Linked DNA regions of Sus scrofa: region 2 is linked to region 1. A link is a contact called in public HiChIP or PLAC-seq data. All regions are on one chromosome and are shown on one strand. Each heading gives the region's core, a stretch centred on a gene start, on an enhancer-like site or on the middle of the called end of the contact. The rest is flanking DNA. Distances are from core to core; before and after follow the strand shown.

Region 1 (5,767 bases), core at 2,093-4,592:
GCCCCACACAGTAGGTTAAGGATCTGGTGTTGCCACAGCTGTGGCATGGGTCACAACTGTAGCTCAAATCTAATCCCTGGGCTGGGAACTCCATATGCCACAGGGTGGCCAAAACAGAAAAAAGAAAAAATGAACTTCATCAAAAAATAAAATAAGAAAATAAATTTTAAAAAAGGGACACGTAGGCTTTGTGTGAAATATCCACAGGATGGCATAATATATTATTTTAAAATAGATCTAATTTGGAGTTCCCATCATGGTGCAGCAGAAACGAATCCAACTAGGAACCATGAGGATGCTAGTTCAATCCCTGGCCTCGCTCAGTGGGTTAAGGATCCGGCGTTGCCATGAGCTGGGGTGTAGGTTGAAGATGCAGCTTGAATCCTGTGTGGCTGTGGCTGTGGTGTAGGCTGGCAGCTACAGCTCTGATTTGACCCCTAGCCTGGGAACCTCCATATGCTGTGGGTCCGCCCCTAAAAAGACAAAAAATAAATAAGTAAATAAATAATAAAACAGATCTAATTTGGAGTTCCCTTGTGGCTTAGTGGATTAAGGACCTGGCATTGTCACTGTAGTAGCGCTGGTTACCGCAGTGGCAGTTTCCATCCTTGGCCCAGGAACTTCGGCATGCTGCGGGTGCAGCCAAATAAAGTTAAATAGGCCAGATTCAACTGACAGAATAACATTATGTGGAAATGGCAGAATATACCTGCAGTGATTAGAACTATATAAAATTTTTAAAAAACTATAAAATATATTTATCTTAAAAAAATGTGTAGAGTGTGCTCGTTTTGGCAGCACATATGGTAAAATTGAAACGATACGGAGAAGATTAGCATGGCCCCCGTGCAAGGATGACACGGAAATTCGTGAAGCATTCTGTATTAAAAAAAAAAAATGTATAGCACCTCTTTGAAATGATGGTTTTATGGTTTGCTGTCATTTGTAACTTTCAGTTCACAGTATCTTCTTTAGCAACAAGAGTTTATACGGAAGTATCCTCTTATTGCTAAACCTTACAAATCCTGTTTGCAAAAGGAAACCGTTGCATTTAAGAATATATGTGATCAAGGGTGTTCCTGTCATGGCTCAGGGGTTAACGAACCCGACTAGTACCCATGAGGATGCGGGTTTGATCCCTGGCCTCGCTCAGTGGGTTAAAGATTTGGCGTTGCCGTGAGCTGTGGTGTAGGTCGCAGATGCGGCTCAGGTCCCACGTGGCTGTGGCTGTGGTGTAGGCCAGCAGCTACAGCTCCAATTGGACTCCTAGCCTGTGAACCTCCATGTACCACGGGTGCAGCCCCTAAAGAGACCAAACAAACAAACAAACAAACAAAAAACCCAGGATATATGTGATCACAATCTTTTCTTTTCATTTTATGGCTTCACCTGCAGTATATGGACCCCTGGGCCAGGGGTCACATTGGAGCTGCAGCTGCAGGCTGTGCCATAGCCACAGCAATACCAGGTCCTCAACTGAGGGAGGCCAGGGATCTCAGCAACATCCTCACAGAGGCCTCTGCAAAGAGCTGGAGACTATGCACAAAGTGCAGCCCTGCAAGACCCTAAGCTGATGGGCCTGGGCTGATGGTTCAACAAGGTCACTCTAGCTGTTGCAGGGACAATGCACCATAGTGGGTAGTGGGAGGCAGAGCAGTGGGGAGGCCGGGCCAGGCACATCATGGAAGGGGGCTCGGACAAGGGTGGAGGGAAGTGAAGAGGCTGAGCAGTGGTCAGAACCTCTGCACTGTGGAAACGCCTGCCTGGGAGGAAGGGGTGGGCAGATCGGGCTACTCTCCACTCCTCAGCCCTGAGCTGCATGTGGCTCTGTAGCCAAAATGCAGCCTCTGTACACCGACACCAGTGAAATCTCAGAGACAAGGGTTTTGGGTGAAGCAGAAAGAACAGCATTATTGCTTTGCCAGGTAAAGGAGGATACAGCAGGCTAATGCCTCAAAACTGTGCCCTGCCTTGGGAGGGGATAGCAGGAGATTTTATAGGTTTATCTCAGAAGATAGGGTTATTGATTAAGGTGACTGTATTATTCTCCCTCCACAAATCATTTCAGAGTCGTGAAGTCCAGCGTCAGCCAGTCCCGTGATGCTTTCTGGTTGTCTTCGGAGTTATCGTTCCTTGACCTTTTCTCTGGAAAGAAAATTGCCTACAGGAAGGGATGTTAGGGCGTGTTTCAATTACAAAATAAATTGCTGGGGCGGAGGGGCGGAGTTCCTGTTGTGGCACAGCAGAAACTAATCCGACTAGGAACCATGAGGTTTCGGGTTCAATCCCTGGCCTCGCTCAGTGGGTTAAGGATCCTGCGTTGCGGTGAGCTGTGGTGTAGTTCGAAGATCTGGTGTTGCTGTGGCTTAAGCCACAAGCCGGCAGCTGTAGCTCTGATTAGACCCCTAGCCTGGGAACCTCCATATGCTGCGGATGCGGCCCTCAAAAGCAAAAATAAAACACTAGGGGCAATATAATTGAAGCAGAAATTAACCTATAGTAAAAGAAAGCAATTAAGCAAGGAAGAGATCATTTGTGAAAAGCTGGAGTCTAGGTACAATATAAAGTTAGTGAGCCAAGGCAGAGCGTGTAACATCGTGTCTCCATGTTGCTACAACGCTCATGTTTTTACTAATCATTAACTTTTTTTTTTTTACATAGAGTGTGGTTTTATTTTTTTATTTGCTTTTTAGGGCAGCACCTGCAGTATGTGGAAGTTCCCAGGCTTGGGGTCGAACTGGAGCTGCAACTGCCCGCCTCTGCCATAGCCACAGCAACGAGGCTCTGACCGGGTCCGCGACCCATATAGCACAGCTCACTTGCGACACCTGATCCTTAACCCACTGAGCGAGGCCAGGGATGCAGCCGGCATCCTCAAGGATGCTAATCAGGTTAGTTACCTCGGAGCCACAACAGGAACTCCCTAATCATTAACTCTTGAGTGTTCGAGACTGAGGGGAGGCCTGGGAGGCTAAAGGAAAAGACTTTTACTGCAAAACACAAGGACTTAGGGTCTGGTACACGGTTTCAGCTTCAGGCCCAGAACCAGGGAAGGGTCCCAAGTCCGCACTCCAGACGGTGGAAGGCAGACGGAGCAAGTGCATCACAGACATGCAGCCCCACAGACCTGGGTGTGAGCTGCAAATCTGCCACTAACTGCCTCTGGGCTGGCGACGCCCTCGGGCCAGGAAGAGTCCTTCTCTCCAAATGAAAACAGCTGAACCGATTTCACAGGTGAGAAGACGAAGGTCTCCAGCATTTTCCGGCCCAGCGTCTTCTGCGCAGGCGCAGAGTCCCTGCGGCGGCCCCGTGGGGCTCAGTGCGCGTGCGCTGAGTCGGGCGCCTGCGCGGAGTCCCGGTCCGGCGCCGGCGGAGACGCGAGGTCCCGGGGCTCTCGGTGGCTGCAGGCGCGCGGCGGGCTGGCGCGGGGCCGGGCGGCGGGACCCTCGCCATGCCGGGAATGGTGCTGTTCGGCCGGCGCTGGGCCATCGCCAGCGACGACTTGGTCTTCCCGGGGGTCTTCGAGCTGTTCCTGCGAGTGCTGTGGTGAGGACGGGGTGCGGTGCGCGGCCGGGGCGCCGGAGGGAGGGGGCCGAGCAGCCGAGGGCAGTGTCAGTGTCCCCGGACTGCGGGCCGGAGCCGGCCCTGCTGTCTCGCAGGTGGTCGTCTCCACTGTCCGAGGAGCGGGGTGCCATTCCTCTGCCCATTCATAGATGGCACCCTGAGGCCCAGAGCGGGTGGGCCGTGCGCGGGGTCACCAGGGTGGACCCGCCACCGGTTTGTCCGCGCTGCAGGGCCCCGCACGCCCACCCCCCAGCCCCTGCGTGCGGACCTGGGATCGCCCTCGAGCTGGGAGCAGCCGCCTGCTTCACTCCCGCGTGGTGCGTGGACCCGCACAGCCTCTTGTATCTGCCAAATGCAAGATTGGCAGTAACACCCTTCGTGCGGTTCTTAAGCCAGTTGCAGCTGATTGTGGCTGAATTCCATGATGGGCATACAGACCTAGCATTTTACATTGTAGTCTTTCAAAGTGTGGAATCCGTGAGAAGTAGAATCAGGTGCCCGAAGTCTGTCCCCAGAAGGTCTGAGCAAAGAGTAATAATGTTTAACTATTAATATTAAAAAAAAAGTAGATTTTGGAGGGGAAAAGAATATATAAAAACATGAAATGTTATGAGCTGCTTCTCAGTTGTTTCATGGCTTTCAGAGCCAAGTCTTTCCAGATCATTTCCTGTTATTATTTCTAGACGCAGTCATCATCCCCCCCAAATGACAAAAGCATAGGAAGTTACCCCATGAGTTCCTGCTGTGGCTCAGTGGGTTAAGAACCCAACTAGTATCCCTGAGGATTCGGGTTCGATCCCTGGCCTCAGTCAGTGGGTTAAGGATCTGATCTTGGGCAAGCTGTGGTGTAGGCCAGCGGCTGTAGCTGATTCAGCCCCTAGCCTGGTAACTTCCATATGCTGCAGGTATGGCCCCCTCCCCCCCAAAAGTTACCCTAATCCACTTCCCCTTCTGGCCAGTTTCTTAATATGGTGACCTTGCCCAATGGTGCTGTGCCTGCTGCTGAAATTATTCTTGTGAAAAGTCACTGTTGCATTGCTGGTGCTGTGTTTCATCGTTCGCACTGAGTTACAAAATATACTTAAATGGGTCCACAGTCCTTGTCCTTTCAAGTTTATCAGTATTCACCGCAGAACTTCTTTCCATAGCTGGGTTCCCATCCTCTTGTTTTGCACCACACACCACAGATTGCCATGTGTTTGTCAGTGTCTTATTAATTCACGGAGGTATGAATTCTCTTGTTGATAATTGAACAAGCATATACTTTGTTGGTTTACCAGGTGCCTCTCTTGGGGTTATGATGGGTCTGTGTTCCAGCAGTTCATGTTGTGCCGAGACCAGCTGAGCAGGATGGGGCTGAAGAACGGGTGCTGTGAAACTTAAGGAAAAAGTTAACATAAAACAAGACACAGAGACATTTATCTTAAGTAAAAGTGGGAACCAGGGGAACTCAAGGTCTCAGGGACCAAGAGCACAGCCTCAAGAAACCACACTGCTTTGATTGTGCTCTTTAGGGTGACGTCAAGTGAGAAGGGGGTTGTAGGTGCAGGATATAGGTTTTTTAAGTTATTTTAAAAGTCACATAGCCGGTTGCTGATTAAGCTTTTATTCTGACATTTAGGCATTTAACAATCGTTAGCATTTGAGGAAGCTTGTCATCAGCTATCTATGCATAGCATCTAGAGAATCGCCACTGTGCTTCTGTAGACGTGTGCCTAGGTTTGCACCTTGGTTCTCCTTGCTAATGCATATCCTGCTAAGGACCCCTTACAAACCGCTTGAGGCCATGAGACTCCTCTTTTATTCTTAAGAGGACGTATCATACTGTGCAAACCAGTCTGCACAGGTCCAGCGAGCCTAGACCAACGCATTAAGTCCTCATTCCGCTGACCCTATGAATAACTTATGCCTTTAGATCTTTGTTCTTCAGCTTAAGTCATTTACCAGCACTGCGACTGTTTTTCAAGCGGGAAGATGGGATAAAGTAAAGCAGGACAAGATGGAGTTTTCAGCAAAGAGGCTAAGAAAATATTGTAGAAACATGTCTCGCGACAATGTTGCATTTGCTTGTTTACAGCTTTAAATATGTTACTGTGGGTATAGAATGAGAACAATGATGTAAGCATAGAAAGAATAAAACAAAAAAATTTTTTATAAGCCATACTCTTCAGTTGACTCAGTAAATCTTCTCTTGATGGAGGTT
Region 2 (5,767 bases), core at 1,088-3,587, 62 kb after region 1:
GGGTAGGTCGCAGACACGGCTTGGATCTGGCGTGGCTGTGGTGTAGGCTGGGGGTCACAGTTCTGATTCGACCCCTAGCCTGGGAACCTCCATATGCTGTGGGAGTGGCCCTAGAAAAGGCAAGAAGGAAAAAAAAAAAAAAAAAAACCAACCAAACAACAACAGAAATGACTGACAGTGCTCAGCCACTATGTTTTATGCTCAATATGCCCTTCACAGAGCCTAGCAGTGCCAAAGAGTAACAGAAACAGAATAAGAACAATACTGGCAGCTGACACTCATAAGCACTCAGTAAGGGCCAGGCACCTGTGAGGCACTTAATAACCAGCATTTTACTCAAGCCTCACAATTTCCTCCTGAGGCACCTCTCTTGAAGGATGAGAGATTTGCTCAGGGTCTCCCTCTAAGTGGTGAGGTGGGGATTTCAAGTAAAGATCCAGACGCCACAGCAGGCATTCAACAGGTATTTGACTACGTAAACAAGCCAACAGAACAGGAGAGTCCATCTGTGAGATCAAGCAAACTGAATCTATCTGCTGGGCTTATGTTTCAGTTTTACAAATTTTCAGATAAGAATATTACATCCTAGAATTAGATAAAACATTATTAGCAATCTGACTTTCTTAAAAAATAGTATTATTTCAAGTTCTAAACATTGCTGATGCAGCATTTTTAGTTTTTAAAGGAAATCCAGACAATTTAAAATGCCAAGACAAAGGGACATGTTTAATTCAGTAGCAAAAGGATCAAAATTTCATTTAAACAAATTTACTAATTTCACCATTCCCCCAGTTAACACCTCCTCCATTAAAGCTTTCTTTCAAAGGGTTAAAAAAAAAAGTTCCATACAGGTTCCTAGGTAGGGGAAACTTACAATTTCTACTGATAAAGCTAGAACTACCAAGCTTCACATCTGTAAGCCTGACAAATCATACAGAGAGCATCTTTAAAAAAAAAAAAAAATCAGTTCTCTAACTGTCCTTCATGGATCGGAATTAGTTATAGGAACAATTTCAAACGTTTTATTGGCAATGATCTAAATAAAACAAAAAACGCACACATTCACCAAGAGGCATAAAAGCAGCACCAGTCCTAACGACGACTTTGGGGTATAGTGAAGCCAGAACTCTTCCTTCTACTCGACAAGACTCGAAATATGTACCAGTTGCATTCGGAGTTTGCTGAAAACTGGCAGTAATTCTTGGAGCTTCCTTGTTAGAAGGCTCCTCTACTTGAGCAAGGCTGAGACACACAATTTTGCTCGGATTACACTGAGATTCTTGTTTCCAGAGGAGAAAAAAAAAAAAACTGCATAAGACAAGTCTTGTCTTCCTCTAGGGCCTGTAACCACCACAGGCTGTAATGAAAAGAAATGCCTTGAGTCACAGGACAGCTCGGCCCAGGAGCCAGTTCTGCTACATGCCATACCCAACGCAGGAGCGAACGCAGAGCCAGCTTTTTCTTTTCTTTTTTTTCTTTTTGACTACACCACGTTCAGAGAAAAGAACAGTCTTAATCGCACCCAGCTCCTCGCAGCTAGAAATCTGCAAAGTTTCTCCACCTTAATAGCAAACAGCATCACTTAAGAAAATCAGAAAAGTGGCAAAGTACAGGCGGAAGGCACCCCCCAGCAGATCCGCCTAGGGTCCCCAAAGCAGCCCGTGTACACAGTCCTCCAACACGACCGACCTGGGACCGCAGGGACCCACCGAGGTTCTCCCTGCGGCTCGAGAGCTTCATGGAAACACCAAGAAAGGCAACTCCCTAAACCCACCCAATCTACGGGCCACGGAGGGAGGGTGGCGGCGAGGCGCTGGGCGGGTTCGGCCGGGCGGTCAGCCGGCCTGCGAGAAAGCGGGAGGGTGGAGTTCAGTTTTCCCTCCAGCCGCCGCTCGCCGATTCCCTCCCTCCCCCACCCAAAAAAAGCCGGAACCAGGCGCGCGCGCCGCCGGGTCCCGAGAGGGGGCGGCCCGCGACCCCCGCCCCGGAGAGGCCCGGCCAGGCCCCGCGCGAGCCCGCGGCGCCCGCCCGCCCCCGGCCCCCCGGCCCCCCGGCCCCCGGCCCCCGGCCCCGGCCAGGCCCGCGCACTCACCCGTCTCCCACCACCACACACTTGATGGCCTGCATCTGGGCCGCTCGCTGGGCCGCGGCGGCGGCGGCGGCCGGGCACTGAGGCGAGGAGCTCGGAGCTCGGGGCGCGGCGGGCGGGCGGGCGCGCGGCTGCGGGCGGCAGGGCGCGGGGTGCCGGGGCCGCGGTCCACGCCGCCTCGCCCTCCGCCGACGGGAAGCGGGAGCCCAGCAGCAGCCACCACCCAAAGCTGGGGAAAACTGCAGAGAAACAGGAAATGGCCGCTCCACTCACATCCGGCCTCCCCTCCCCCGCCCGGCGCCGCCGCTCCCAGACTCCGGGGCGGGGCCGATCCCACCCGCGCGGCTCCCGAGGTTCCTGTCGGCTTCGGGAACGCTCGGGAGCGCTCGGCTCCGAACGCGGGGCGCGCCGGCCGCCATCTTGGTGCGCCTGGAACGCGGTCCGGGCCCCGCCCTCCCCGCCTGGGTTCCGCCGCGGGAGGGGTTCCGCCGCGGGAGGGGTCTCGGCTTCCCCCACATCGACTCGCGCCCGAGACCGTCCGAGGGCATGAGGGGCATGGGAGCCCCCCTTTTTAGTGACACTTCCAACTTAGGGGATGTTGGCAAGGTCCTTCTAGAAAATTCGGAATTGAAAACTGTAACGAAGAGCGTCGCCGGCACCGTATTCGGAGATAACCAATGTTCATTCAGCCAAAAATGTGTTGAACTTTGTTCCTCTTAGGCATATTCTGATTATTTGTAATTCACTGTTTGTAATGTGTTGACTGTTTGCTAGGTTTTAATGCTTTGCACCAAAGTTCTGGACATAATGCTCTGTTAGCGGACCATTAAAGTGCAAATATTTTGGCGTATTTCAATCTAGTTGCATCTTTTTGTTTTGTTTTGTTTTTTGTCATTTTGCTATTTCTTGGGCCACTCCCGCGGCATATGGAGGTTCTCAGGCTAGGGGTCGAATCGGAGCTGTAGCCGCCGGCCTACGCCAGAGCCACAGCAACGCGGGATCCGAGCCGAGTCTGCAACCTACACCACAGCTCAGGGCAACGCCGGATCGTTAACCCACTGAGCAAGGGCAGGGACCGAACCCGCAACCTCATGGTTCCTAGTCGGATTCGTTAACCACTGCGCCACGACGGGAACTCCTAGTTGCATCTTTATATACGTAATGAACATGACTTAGGCGAAATTGGGAAATGCTACTGAGTCCCTGTTAAAACATTTGTCATCACGGCTTCCTCTTGGTTCCATTAGGCACATATACCTTACTTTATATATAACCAGTGTCTCTATTTTCAGACACAAGGCTGGGATGAACGCGTTTGTCCAAGTATCTTTTTTTTTTTTTTTTTTTGTCTTTTGTCTTTTTTAGGGCCGCTTCCGGGAAATATGGAGGTTCCCAGGCTAGGGGTCTAATCGAAGCTACAGCTGCCGGCCTACACCACAGCCACACGACACCAGATCTGAGCCGCGTTTGCGACCTACACCACAGCTCATGGCAACGTCAGGTCCTTAACCCACTGAGCGAGGCCAGAGATCAAACCCACAACCTCGTGGTTCCTAGTCGGATTCGTTTCCACTGTGCCACAACGGGAACTCCTCCTTTTTAAGCATTTTTAACTTGCAATTATTCCAAAATAAAAATGTGTTTCCAGGAGTTTCTGCGGTGGCACAGTGGGTTAAGAACCCAACTGCAGCGCCTTGGGTTGCTGTGGAGTTGAGGGTTCAATCCCTGGCGCAGCCCAGTGGGTTAAAAGATCTGGCATTACCACAGCTGTGGGGTAGGTCACAGCTGCAGCTCAGATTCAAATCTTGGCCTGGGAACTTCCATATGTCAAGGATGGGACCATAAAAAAAAAAAAAAAAAAAAAAAAAAAAAAAAAGAAGTGTTTCCAGAGCAAAGGTTCTCTCTTCTTTCTTCAGTAAGGTCCCCCTTGAAGAGAGGTTGACTTTTCAAGGACAGTAGAGCAAGTGTGTCTTCTTTGCTGAGAGAAGTGTCCTGTGAATCTGTGACACATCTCAACGATTCAAGGTTATTACCTTCCTATCTTTAGACCTGGAGCAAGAAAAAGGGTGGAGCCTCAAGTCAGTAATTGAACAGAGTAGACTCTTCAGTAGCTGCTGTGTCCTCCTAATGGACTGATACGAAATGAACCCGAGAGGGACACAGTTGCCCGGATACCAGGCCCTCTTTGCTCAGGGCTGGAAAGGGGGGAACAAACACGGTGCTTATCAGGAGACAAAAAACTACATTCATGCTAATAAAATAAAGAATAAAAGAATAAGCGAAGAGCTTTTCACGGAGAGAACGAAGCCTGGGTAGTTAGAAGCTCAGGGCCATCTTCGGTCGTGGTGCCGAAAGCCAGGAATTTGTGCTGCTCCCGGTTCAGAATCCAGAGAGGTGATTACAGGCTGTACAGACTGCCTTGAGTGTGGACTTTACTCTGATAAGACGTGAGTTTTTGCACAAATACGTGACACAGCCACGTTCAGATCAGTATTTCTCTAGATCGATAAAGTCCACTGTCTGAGAGGTTTGACCATGGCTATAAAATAACAATATGTATAACATAATAAAATTTATGTACAACCAACGCGTGAAAATCAGCTTTAAATTAAAACTGAGTTAAAAACTTTTTTTGGTCTTCTTTGGGCTGCACCTGCGGCATATGGAAGGTCCCCAGCTATGAGCTGCATAGGAGCTGTAGCCGCCAGCGTACACCACAGCCATAGCAACACCAGATCAGAGCCACATCTGTGACCTACACCACAGCTTGTGGCAATGCCAGATCCTTAACCCACTGTGTGAGGCCAGGGATTGAACCTGCGTCCTCATGGATCCTAGTCAGATTCGTTTCTGCTGAGCCACGACGGGACCTCCCCTAAAACTTGATTTGAAACGTCTCCACGTTTGGCCTTGAGGGTCCATTTGCCCTGTTCTGCATGGCAACCAATGGTCCAAAAAAGTGAAAACTAAATAAAAAGAATCTGAAAAGAGTGTATATTATAAATACACTTATATCTAAATCTCTTTGCTGTACACCTTGAAACTGACATCGTAAATCAACGACAATTTAGAAAAATTAAGGAAGCAAATATTAGACCATGTGTGTTTCTGAATGTGCTACTTAGTTATTCCTTGAGCGACTGTTTCGTATGTGATCATATGCCCTACTTAGGGTCCTTCATTCGAGGTCAGTCATTTATTCTGTTCCACTGTCTAGGTGTTGGAAGTGGAAACATGAACAAATGAACCCCTGCCATCAAGGAACCTGCATTCCAGCAGAGGAGATGCTCAACACTAAGGGACACAGAGGACTCATTTCCAGGATGACATGATGGATTCAAGGCAGGTGTCTAATTTCCCTTCTACCCCAAATTCCACTGCAGTTTCAGAAAAGGGATTTAAATTTAAAAAAAAAAGAAAAGAAGAGAAAAAGACACAAAAGGGAGTTCCGGCTGTGGCTCAGTGGGTTACAAATCCGACTCGTATCCATGAGGATGTGGGTTCAATCTGTGGCCTTGCTCAGTGGGTTAAGGATCCAGCATTGCCCTGAGCTGCTGTGTAGGCCAGCAGCCACAGCTCTGAAGCTTTGATGCGAGCTCTAACCTGGGAATGTCCATAGGCCGCAGGTGCAGCCCTAAAAAGAAAAAAAAAGGGCGTAATTCTAGAACAGAAAGTACA

Evidence for each region. HiChIP or PLAC-seq counts read pairs in DNA pulled down with a chosen protein or histone mark.
Region 2: a contact with region 1 is called in an H3K27ac HiChIP or PLAC-seq map of alveolar macrophages. The contact joins the promoter of RAC1 here to the promoter of DAGLB in region 1. A contact is called at or near these places in 1 of 47 Hi-C or Micro-C datasets (embryonic fibroblasts) and 1 of 2 datasets of contacts at active chromatin or transcription factors (alveolar macrophages).

The regions. Positions count from the first base shown.
Region 1 is chr3:4,738,540-4,744,306 of Sscrofa11.1, forward strand. DAGLB (sn1-specific diacylglycerol lipase beta) reads left to right here and starts at 3,343. Exons shown (of 16, transcript XM_021086077.1): 1 at 3,343-3,546. The coding sequence starts at 3,452.
Region 2 is chr3:4,801,173-4,806,939 of Sscrofa11.1, forward strand. RAC1 (ras-related C3 botulinum toxin substrate 3 (rho family, small GTP binding protein Rac3)) reads right to left here and starts at 2,338. Exons shown (of 6, transcript NM_001243585.1): 1 at 2,093-2,338. The coding sequence starts at 2,127.